Linked DNA regions of Gossypium hirsutum: region 1 is linked to region 2. The links are chromatin contacts, called in public Hi-C maps. All regions are on one chromosome and are shown on one strand. Each heading gives the region's core, a stretch centred on a gene start, on an enhancer-like site or on the middle of the called end of the contact. The rest is flanking DNA. Distances are from core to core; before and after follow the strand shown. Region 1 holds the start of LOC107886214. Region 2 holds the start of LOC107887593 (pentatricopeptide repeat-containing protein At5g61990, mitochondrial-like).

Region 1 (5,395 bases), core at 1,225-3,724, 510 kb after region 2:
CAGGTGACATCACATTCTAACCAAATCTTTCTGTCGTTGGTTCTTTTTCTTTTACCTATATTTTATTCCTCCGTCTTTATATGTGATTAAACTGAATCCAACTTGATAAAGCAGCGAACAGGATGCAATCTTATCACTTACGAATAAATAATATAAGGTTGCTATAAATGTGCAGCTTCTAATATTACAAGCTTACTCATAGCCATAGTTGGAAGCGAAGGGAGTAGTACAGACAACAATGAGAAGGAGCTTAGTATATACTCCCAGACAGAATTCCGGTTGGGACACCACGTCCCAAGACTACCAAGCTCATCTTTCCCGAATGGAAAGATCAGCCACCATGATCCCTGGTGCCCCTCAGTAGCCCAATGTCCACAAGGCCTTCAACAACAAGGTTGAGTTTCCAGAAGAAGATCAGTGCGCTGAGCGGTCCCCAACGGCAAACTCCCGAAAGAAGGTTCAGGTGGTTGAGCATGCAGAGACCGTTGATGAAGCCACCCTTGATTCTCAAGCTGATGGCTACATCCAGCAGAAACACAAAGCCTTTGAACTGTGCAAATGGAAGACCTTCAAAATGCACTAGAGTCTGAGACTTTTGGAGCAAGCATGTCGATCATGATTTAACGACAGGCCACGTAACTTAAATATATGAAGTATTGCTGCTCATACACTAGTTAAATAAATGACCTGTCACTGTCTTGGAGAGCTACCAAGACTCTGTGTTCTCTTTTTTCTCTTTTTCTTTGTAAGTTAACTAAGCTCTTAATGGTGGTTGCTTGGATAGCATAGTAATTGCTCTTAGGTGTGGCCTGATATGTAGTTGCTGTTAATTGAAAATTATTTATGAATACTAATATATAGTATACACATATACATTACCTTCGTATGCAGTAATTCCAGCAGAATCAATATATATATATACAACATATCTAATCAAGCCACTATAGTATTGATCGAGTTGCCTTCTGGATCCTGTCCAATTGTTAACTGAGATAACGTGAATGGTTCATCAGTCTTAGCACCCGACCCGACCCTGACTGTTGAAGTAATCAAACAGTTAAATTTAAAGTAATTGAGCCAACAATTCAAAGAAGCAAGTGATTCAAGTTTTGTGTTAACACCTCAAGTACTCCAAAGTAGGACCCTAAATTGTAATGCAAATAAAAAATAAAATATCGATGTGATTGAAGAAACTAATAATATGCTTGAGGTGAATGGAAGCCTAGGCCTAGCTGACAATTGTGGCAACGCTGGAAATATATCCTAAAAACCTTGTTCCATGTGCAAGCCTACAAGTTTGGTGGTTCTAGTCTTCTAGACATCAAATAACTTGATCAGAAATGAGTTGGTTCTTCACATTAAATAACTCACTTGTAAATAAAAATATATATTATAATTTTTAATGTGTTATCTGAACAACTTTTAGACGACTCCAAATGCACAGATATTGAAAAGAGGATTCCAATTAAAACTTGGGAAAAGAGGATGGATAACCTTCAAAATAGGTTATCTGTTGGATCTCAGACTACCAAAGGAACTACTATCAATATGTTTATTGTTGCAGGACGAAAAATGTGGTACTGTTGACCCACCAATCCAATTCACACTTCACATAGACCTAAGACTAGCAGGAAACAGAAAAAGGATCACAAACCATTGTTATCTTCACGGGGGATTTTAATATCAGCTTCAACGAATCTCCTAGAAGACACCCTTTTTAACAGATTTCTAAGGCTGTTCTTACTCTCCTTTCCCCTTTTTTGTGCTCTACTTGAATTTCCTTCTAACTCTGACCCAGCTGCTGAAAAAGGGTCATCGAGAACCAGAGCAGTCTCAAGCTTTTTGGCCAGGGTGACAAGCTCATATGAATCCCACAGTGATTGGGCGAAGTCCCAATGTGGAGTACTAGCAATACTAGTGCGCTCGTCCTTAAGCTTCACAGATGGGTTGCTCATTGCTTCAAGCTTGAATCTTGAAGGCCTAGCTTTGAAATGTCGACGTGGGTAAGCATCGAATTCATTGGTAGACCTAGAGGTACCGGAGTGAGAGTGCCAGGCTTGTGCTACTGCTTTGATGATTTGAAGGTCTTTGTTGATGTCATGTTGAGGCTGGAGCTGCTTTTTCTTCATCGGTGGTGCTCTGTAGGAATTAGGTCATGATGTAGGGGCCAATCCATACTGCTGTGGCATCCTATTCCTTGGGATAAATTTGAGCCTCACACGCTAGCTGTCGTAGATAGAATATTGTAGTCTGATCCTAACCTAGCTAGCTAATTTATGTGATGAACATCACTCCACATTTATAAAGATTAATTTTTTGGTTTTTCTAATTAACTGAAAAATCTGCTGCATGGAGTGTAATTCTAAAGCATGGGCATGAATGCTTGTGGTGTGCCCACAGAAATAGAAATGAGAGATTGATTGGCGGGTGGGTGGGTGGACGGGCGGATGGATGGATAGATGATTGTTCTAGGCTAAATTCTGTTATTACTACCTGCCTTTATACTTTTTAAAAATTTAAAATTTTAGTCCTCAACTAATGATAATTATTAAATTCATTGAATTAAGCTTTGCTATTTCCAAATTTTGATGCAGTAAACATACTATCATATGAATAATAACACGTCTGTCAAAACCATTTTTTATTTTGAAAAAAACGGGGATTGACTTTTAAAACCAAATGTCGAGTTGCCACCAATCTTTTTGTTTAGGTGTGATTGGATCACTTAATAAAACATTTTGTTTCACTTAAAATAATTTTGTTCTACGTAAATTTAAAAATAGATTCAGGAGCCGGTTACGTATGAGGAAGGGTTAGCACCCTCACTACGCCCAAAAACTGGTACCAGATTGATTAATTGATGTCCTTATGTCTAGGCTTTTTAAAAAAATTTGAAATGTGGTTCCTTTTTAAAACATTTGAGTGATTTTAGCTGGTCGTCAAAACTTTCTCGTTTCAAAAGTATAAAGCATCACATCCAGCACGATAGGACACGACCCTTTATACTTTTGAGAACACGATCGAGTTTTGACTTCCAAAAGCTCTTAGGTCAAAAGTTACAAAGGGTGTCCAGATATTTAGTCCAACGAAAAATCAAAACCCAGCACGTTAGGGCACGATTTCTCGAATTTCTAAATACTGAACATTGCCTTATTTTAGGATTTTTAAAAAAATTTGTAAACTCAAAACATATTAATTTTATTTGAAATTCAATGGAATAGTTGATTTTAACGAGTTGGGAATTATAAAGCAACATTTTGTAAACCAAAAGAAAAATAATTAGCATGGGATAATATACATGCTTAAAATACAATACTTGGTGAACGAAGATAACATAACCTTATTTAACCAACTAAATCAAACAATTGAATATAGCTAATCTAAGCAAAATGAAACCATCCTTCCTAGCATGTATGGAGAACAATTGAGATAATAATAAAAATGAAAGAAATAGTACAACAATAATGTATAGATTAATATAATACAACCAATGCAAAATATACATAACAAAATGAAAAAAAAATAGATAAAATATGGTATAAGACAAATTTTAAATAATGATGAACACATAATATATGAATTGATGTGATGAATTTGAAACTATTTGTAAAAACAACCTAGAGATATATATGTAATCCTCAAAATATGTATTATAGAATGAAGATTTTTAGATCAAATAACATACAAAGTGTTAAAAACATTTGTTAAAATATATACAATAAAGGAAAATTTAATAATATATAAAATATGAAAGGATAGCAAGAATACATAATAAGATATAATCTTAGGAAATACACATAATAGGTTTACAAAACATATATATATATATATAAATAGATTGAGAAATAATTATTTGTAAAAATAGCATGGAATTAATAATGCATATAAAATTAAGTTAATTTATAAATTATATATGTAATAGATTAAAAAACACAATTATATATACAAATATAAAATCTATATGTATAAAATAACATGGCGTTAATAACATATATAGGTCAACTATAAGTACCAAGTATATGCCTAATAATAATTTAAATTACACATAAAGTAGATGGATTTCCCCTTAAATAACAAAAAGAATACATACATTAAAATATGTGAATAGATTCACAAGAAAATAATATAAAATTAATAGTATACATAAACTAAAATGAATTTTTATTACAAATTATATATATAAAATAGTATTCAAAATGTTAAAATGATAGAATAAAAGAGAAAAAAATATAATAATGGTTTTTATAATAATGTTAAAATAAGGATAAAACAAACTTAATTAAAACAAAATTGAAACAAAAGGGACAATTTACAAATAAAATAATCGTAAAGAGGATCAATGTGCAATGCGCGCAAATGGAAGGGACTAGAATTGGAAATAACCCCGAGCCCAAAACGTTGCGTTGTACCGCGGACCAAAATGAAAATACGCGCAAATTATAGAGCCAAATTAAAAAAAACAAAGTAAAATGCATAAAGCGCAATCGACGACTCGTGCGAAAGGGGAGGACCTTGCACGCAATTATTCCTCTAAGGCCCAAACACGCGGATCTCATCCGAACACGGGCCGGGTCATCGGGTCGCGACTACCATATGGCGTCGTTTTTAGACCATTAAAGTTGGTCAAAACAGCGCCGTTTCCAATCCTTTAAAATGGCTAAATTAGCCGAATTTGATTAATTTCCTTCTTTTTCCTTTAGCAAACCCTAAATTCCCCCCTAACCGCCGATTCCTCTCTATGATAAGGTGCCTTTGAGGAATAATCTCTCAGCTTTGACCTTCCTTCAACTTCGATTCCAACGAAGCAAAGAGAAGATCCATGGCGTATTCGCACGGTAAGGTTTGCTTCCTTCCTTTGTTTTCTTTTTTCTTTTTAAAAAAATGCAACAATGATGTATTCTAGAAAGCAAATCGAAAAGAAAAAAAACTTAGAAAAACTCAAATCAGAAATCATCTTGAAAATTTTGACTGATTTCCTCTCTATTCGATTTGCATGCGTATAGTGTGCGTAAGTTTTTTCTTTTACAGATTACATTCGGTTTTTATAGCCAAGTGAAATAAAAAATAATAACAATAATAATTACAGAACGATTTTTCTTTTTTGTTATTCCTCTGTTGCTGTGGCTTGTGGGTTTGTTGCAGGTACAGCTGTGCATGGAGAAACTGCTCGTGGGCGATAGTGCGAAGGCTTCCAGAAGCTTCAATGTTTGGGCCCTATGAGCCTGCTTTGAAATCGGCTGGCTGGAGGCTGTTGTGAAGGCCACTGGTGGTTGCTTGCGGCGCGAGGGGACGTTCGTGGGAGCTGCGGCGCTGTTTAGCTCGGATTTCAATTTCTGGAACAGAAATTTTGGGCCATTTGGGCTAGTTCTGGGATTGGGCCTATTAGGGACTTAAT
Region 2 (5,546 bases), core at 280-2,779:
CTACTTTTCTGAATATGACCTTTTATCAGATTTGTATACATAACAACGTTGGGCTTCAACCCTACCTTAATCATTGCCTCAAAAACATAATTAGCTCGACCAAGATCTCCACAGTGACATAATCCACTAATTATACCATTATAAGTGTACATCGTGGGTGTCAAGTTGTGTTCCTTCATCTCTTCAAACAATTCATGGGCCTTGAGAAAATTCCCTTGTCGACAATAACTCTGGATCATAAGACTAAATGTTTGTGCATCAGGTCCGATGCCAATCAAAACCATCTCATCGAACAGAGCTTTTCCTTTCTCCAAGTCACCAGCCTTAGAAGCCCCACCAATAAGCACATTATACGTGAACACATTCGGTTTAATTCCACAAGCAACCATCTCATCCTTGACTTGGAAAGCCTCGGCCATGCTCCCCCGTTTAATGAACCCATCAATCAAAGCTGTGTAAGCAAAATGGTTAGGATTTAAGCCTGCACAACGCATTTCCTCCATCATCAATTTTGCTTCCTGAAATCTGTTATGCCTACAAAACCCATTAATAACCGTATTGTAAGTATATGCATCAGGGTTGAAACCCTTCCGACTCATGGAGTTTTTCAACTTCAATGCTTCATCAACAGCACCAGCTTTACACAGTCCACCAATCATAACATTATAAGTAACCAAACCAGGGCTACATCCCTTCTCCTCCATATCCATAAACACCCTTTTTGCCTTCTCAATATCCCCTACTCGACAATGAGCATTAATCACATTGGTAAAAGTATAAACATCAGGCACCAATTTAGCATCTATCATCCCATTGAAAACCTTCCAAAACAAATCCAACTTATTTACCTTAAGCAAATCACCTAAAAAGTTATTACAACAAGCCAAACCAGGCAAAACCCCAACTTCTTTAGCACCCAAAAAAACATAAACAGCATCGTTCCAAGAACCCATTTTCTTATAACAACCAATCAAAATATCGAAAACCCCGACATAATTCCCTTCATAGCCCTTCCAGCACCTAATAATTGAACCCAAAATGGCCTGAACGGGCCTTCTAGTCCTAACCATGCTGTCTAAAACAATAGTGGCTTTACGAAACATCTTCGAATTACATAAAGTAACTGCTAGAAAAGAAAAAGAATCCAAATTTTGAGGGTTCGGGGATTGCTGACTTGCCCAGTTGAAGAAACTGAAAAGGCGTTCGGGATCATGAATCGAGTTTTGGAGAAGAACGGAGTGAACTATTTCTGGGTTCAGCTTGCTTGTCAATTCTGATGATGTTTCAAGAAGTCGTTTCCAGTCATTTTTACTGAGGATAGAAGCGATTTCCACGGCTTCGGCGTCATTTGAAGCTGATGTACAAAGGGAAGCCGATTTGAGACGAGAGAGCCTTGATTTCGTGAAACAATAGACCGTTTGCTTTGAAGATAAACGCATTGTTTTGAAGGATTTTCAAGGTGAAAAAATGGAGACGCTTTTAGTCTGCGAAAAACAGAAAAAGATAAAAGAATCAGCGAGGAAGGGGAACGTTTACAGCACACTTTGGTGGGCTTTTGGCTTCACTTTTCTAGGCTGTTTGGCCCATGTATTTGTACTCTAATTAAAATCCCGGTTTAAGCTTTTCAGTCAACGAAATCGAACACCTCAGCATTTTAATTTTAAATTTATAAATATCTAAAAGTAAACTTCAAATTATATTAGTTTATGTTAAAATTAAGAAATTTTAAATATAAAATTTTAAATAATTTATTTTAAGGTAATTTTAATTAATTTATTGAACTTTAAAATTAATTAAACTAAATATAAAAAATAATATAAAATTATTAAGCGTTATGGTAAGATATTTTGTATTTTCAATGAAAAAAATCCAGACATTAAAGAGAATATTTTTGGGAGTGAACTATAAACTTTAAACATGAACTATAAAACCAACATAGAGAACATTAAAAAAAATTAATTTTTAAAAAAATTTAAAGCTATGTTAATAATTAATATAAACTAAATAAAGTTAAGTTTTTTACTTTTTTTTAAAAAATGTTTAGTGTTATAATTGACAGAACTAATTTAATCTATAAAAATCAAGAGTATTGTTTTTGTTAGGTACGAAAATATAAAGAGAGAGATGAATTAATATTTTAAATTTTTGTCGCTTATAAATGAGTTGTCGTTTAGAGTAATAAAATATAACACAAAAAATATATAAGAATTTAGAACGGCAGTGTTCGCAATTGCACAAATTGAATTGTAATATAGTTAGTAAAATGAAATACTTGAAAGTATTATAAGAATCGTACCTAAGGGAGGATGGAGTAAATTATGAAAATATTTTTACAGTAATAAGTCTAAGTAGTAGTAATTAATTCCTATATTACGATAAATCATAAAATAGATTAAAGAGATAATTTAATTAACTAAAATGAATAAACAAGAAAAATAAACAAACGACTTAATCAATAAACCAATCAGGAAGATTAACTCGCTTCAAGGTTTGTAACTAACTTCGAATTAGGGTTTTAAGGTTGATTAGCTACCGATTAACTAATTATTACCTCTCGGCCTCTAATTAACTAATCGGTTGATTGATACTTGCTTATCTCCTGACCTTACTTTCTCAACCAAGATAAATTTGTTAAGAACGAAATAAAAAATCCGAGAAAGAGAAGAGAAGAGAATAGAAGAATAGAAAATAGGGGAGAGAACAATGCATATTAGAAAGGTGTGTTGATAGTTTTCAATTTTCATATCCAATACTGTCAATTACATGCTGATATATAGGAAAAACAATTGAATTGTCTAACAGTCGAAATAACAGAAAAACAAACAAAACAAATTGTACGATTGTTTCTATGAAACATTTCATTTTATTTAACCTGATGCACACCGTTTTTACAACCTGCTCTCGGCCCAACTACCCATAACAACTACTCTCTCCTTGAAGAAGATCCTTGTCCTCTAGGATCTATATGAAGGTAAGCATCCTTCAGCTGCACCAAGGATTCCCATGTGGCATCCTCTGGAAATGAATTCACCCATTCAACCAAAACTTCAGTTGTGGCCACATTCCCACTCTTCACCATCCTTCTATCTAAAATTCGAATAGGCTTTTTGGCCCAAAATCCTTGGTTGTCCACTACTGGCAGAGACACTTATACATGAGCAGCTCCAACATGTTTCTTAAGTTATGAAACATGAAAAGTAGGGTGAATTCTAGATCCTTGGGGGCAGCTACATCTTGTATGCTACCTTTTGATCTTACCTTCCACCATGTATGACCCAAAATACTTGGGAGCTAATTTTTGGTTAAGTAACCTTCCATAGAATACTGTCTGTAAGGTTGAAGCTTCAAATAAACCCAATCCCCAATTTCAATATGTCTGCCTGTTTTGTGTCTATAAGCTTGTTGCTTTATTCTATCTTGTGCTCTCTTCAGATAGAATTCTAACAGTTGTCTTATAGCCTTACGATGATGCAAAATTCTATCTACAACAGCCACCAGTCATGTCCCAGCTAATTATGTTGTATGATGAGGAGGTGTCTGGCCATGTAGTGTCTCATAAATTGTATTTTGAATGGCTAAGTGGAATGTGGAATTATACCACCACTCAGCTAAGGGAAGCCAACTTACCTAGTCCTGTGGTCTCTCCCCCGACATGCATCTCAGATAGCCTTCAAGACACCCATTCAGTACTTCTGTTTACCTATCAGTCTCAGGATAGTAAGTAGTGGATAGGTGAAGTTTAGTTCCCACTCGTTTGAACAAATCCTGCTAGAAATTACTAACAAATAGCTTGTCCCTATTAGATATAATGGAGTCAGGCATCCCATGTAGCTTGTACACATTTTCCATGAACAGTTGAGCTATAGTCCTAGAAGTATAGGGATGGGATAGGGCCATAAAATGGGCATATTTTGTGAGATGATCTACTACCATCAAAACAACACTCTGATTTGTCGTAATTTAGTATAACATATTAAACTAATTTTCGCTCTTTAAGAGCTTGAAAGCAAGCATTTTCATAAGGTTTTAATTATGTTTTTGCAAGATTTCTTAAAGTTAATAAAATGTACAAATTGAGTCTTTCATTAACCTTAGGGGCCGAATGAGGCTTAAGGAGGAGCTAGTGAACTGTGTAAGTGTGCAGAAGACCATTAAAAGGTGTAGTAAATAGATGTTGGTCACTACGTCGCAACGCGGAATGACATGACATACCCTTGAAGAAATCACGAAGTTGCCTTCGTTTTCGCGACATAGACTAAAGGTGTCACGACATACCCTTGAAGATATCCCACGATGAGTATACTAACCCTTATGTCACTACATCGGTTCTGGACGAAAACTAACACGAGCCAGAGGGCGTTTTGGTCGGCACAATCAAACTTAAAGCTTAGAAATGTCAACTAACCTAGGGTTAAGGATGATGACGACCACCTGAAATCTATAAATAGGCTCATTTTTCATATGTTATGGACACATATTACTTAGTTTAAAATTCTGCTTTTAATTTCAGTTTAGTTTTTCTTTCTTTTTAGGTTTTAGATTTATTTTCAAGTTGTTCTTTTTTATCTCGAGAGATCCGCTTTGTGGAAGATGGTCAAACTTGTGGATTCATATTCATCTTTAATACAAATCAGGCATTTCCTTAAACTCTATACTTTCAATTCGTTTATCATGCTTATTCTTTATATCAAATTTATATTGTTCATGAAAACCATGAGGAACTAATCCATTTATAGGGGATTAGCAAATAGAGGTATGATCTATTAAATGTCTTGTAGGGTTACTCAACGAATCAACTGTTTGGGAAAGGAAGAACCTAAAAGCTTAGGCCTGACGACCTTAGGAAGTCATCAAGGTGAGAATTAACCCAAAATTGGTATGACCTATCCATAAACACCTTCACCCCAAACTAGTCTGGACTGTGAGGTTAGAAACTAAGTAGTTGTAATGCCCCAAAATATAGGTACTCATTTTCTGTATGTTGTGTAACGCAAATATCTGTCTGCTTCAGTGGTTAAGTGTGCTGGGAAGTGCCTGAGAAGTCTTGGGTTCAAGCTTGGGCAATTGCAAAAACTTTGGTTTTTATTTTATTTTATTTTAGAATATCCCTTGCTCTTAGTTAGTAGTCTTTTGAATTATTGTGGGTAAAATTTTGCATAAAAATCTTGCTAGGCTAGTGGTAAGTGGCGTGTAGAGTGTTTCTTTGGGTCTGAGGTTCAAGCATTGGCAAGGTAGAAGGAGCATTTTATTTTTGCTACAAGTGCTAGGGAAGTATCCTAGGTTGACCAAAATTGAGGTGTTTAGTTGGAATTTGAATGGGTGGTTGATTAGAATAAGGTGGAGAAATTCCAGGAGAGAGATAAGGGGAGGAAAAAGTAGAGTTTAAGGTGTAGTGGAGTTGTGCCGAAATTGGGTAGTGGGCATAGGGATTTCAGCTGAGTGCTTTCCTCTAAAACTTTTAGCATTGTCTCTCTTTTGAGGTTTTTTCTCTATAATTTCTTTCGAGTTTTTGCGAACTGTGGTTCTTTTTCTTTGTTTCTGTATTT

The links. A called contact is a pair of places that touch in the nucleus more often than the background predicts.
Region 1: a contact with region 2 is called in a Hi-C map of leaf, with 3 times the contacts expected there. The contact joins the promoter of LOC107886214 here to the promoter of LOC107887593 in region 2. A contact is called at or near these places in 3 of 34 Hi-C or Micro-C datasets (all in leaf).

The regions. Positions count from the first base shown.
Region 1 is chrA03:13,986,086-13,991,480 of Gossypium_hirsutum_v2.1, forward strand. LOC107886214 reads right to left here and starts at 2,475. Exons shown (of 2, transcript XM_016810084.2): 1 at 1,655-2,475; 2 at 138-1,037. The coding sequence starts at 2,129. The coding sequence ends at 934. It overlaps LOC107886215 (a long non-coding RNA gene), which reads left to right and starts at 4,248. Exons shown (of 2, transcript XR_001680666.2): 1 at 4,248-4,835; 2 at 5,143-5,395. It also overlaps the pseudogene LOC107886213.
Region 2 is chrA03:13,476,050-13,481,595 of Gossypium_hirsutum_v2.1, forward strand. LOC107887593 (pentatricopeptide repeat-containing protein At5g61990, mitochondrial-like) reads right to left here and starts at 1,530. Exons shown (of 1, transcript NM_001326743.2): 1 at 1-1,530. The coding sequence starts at 1,439.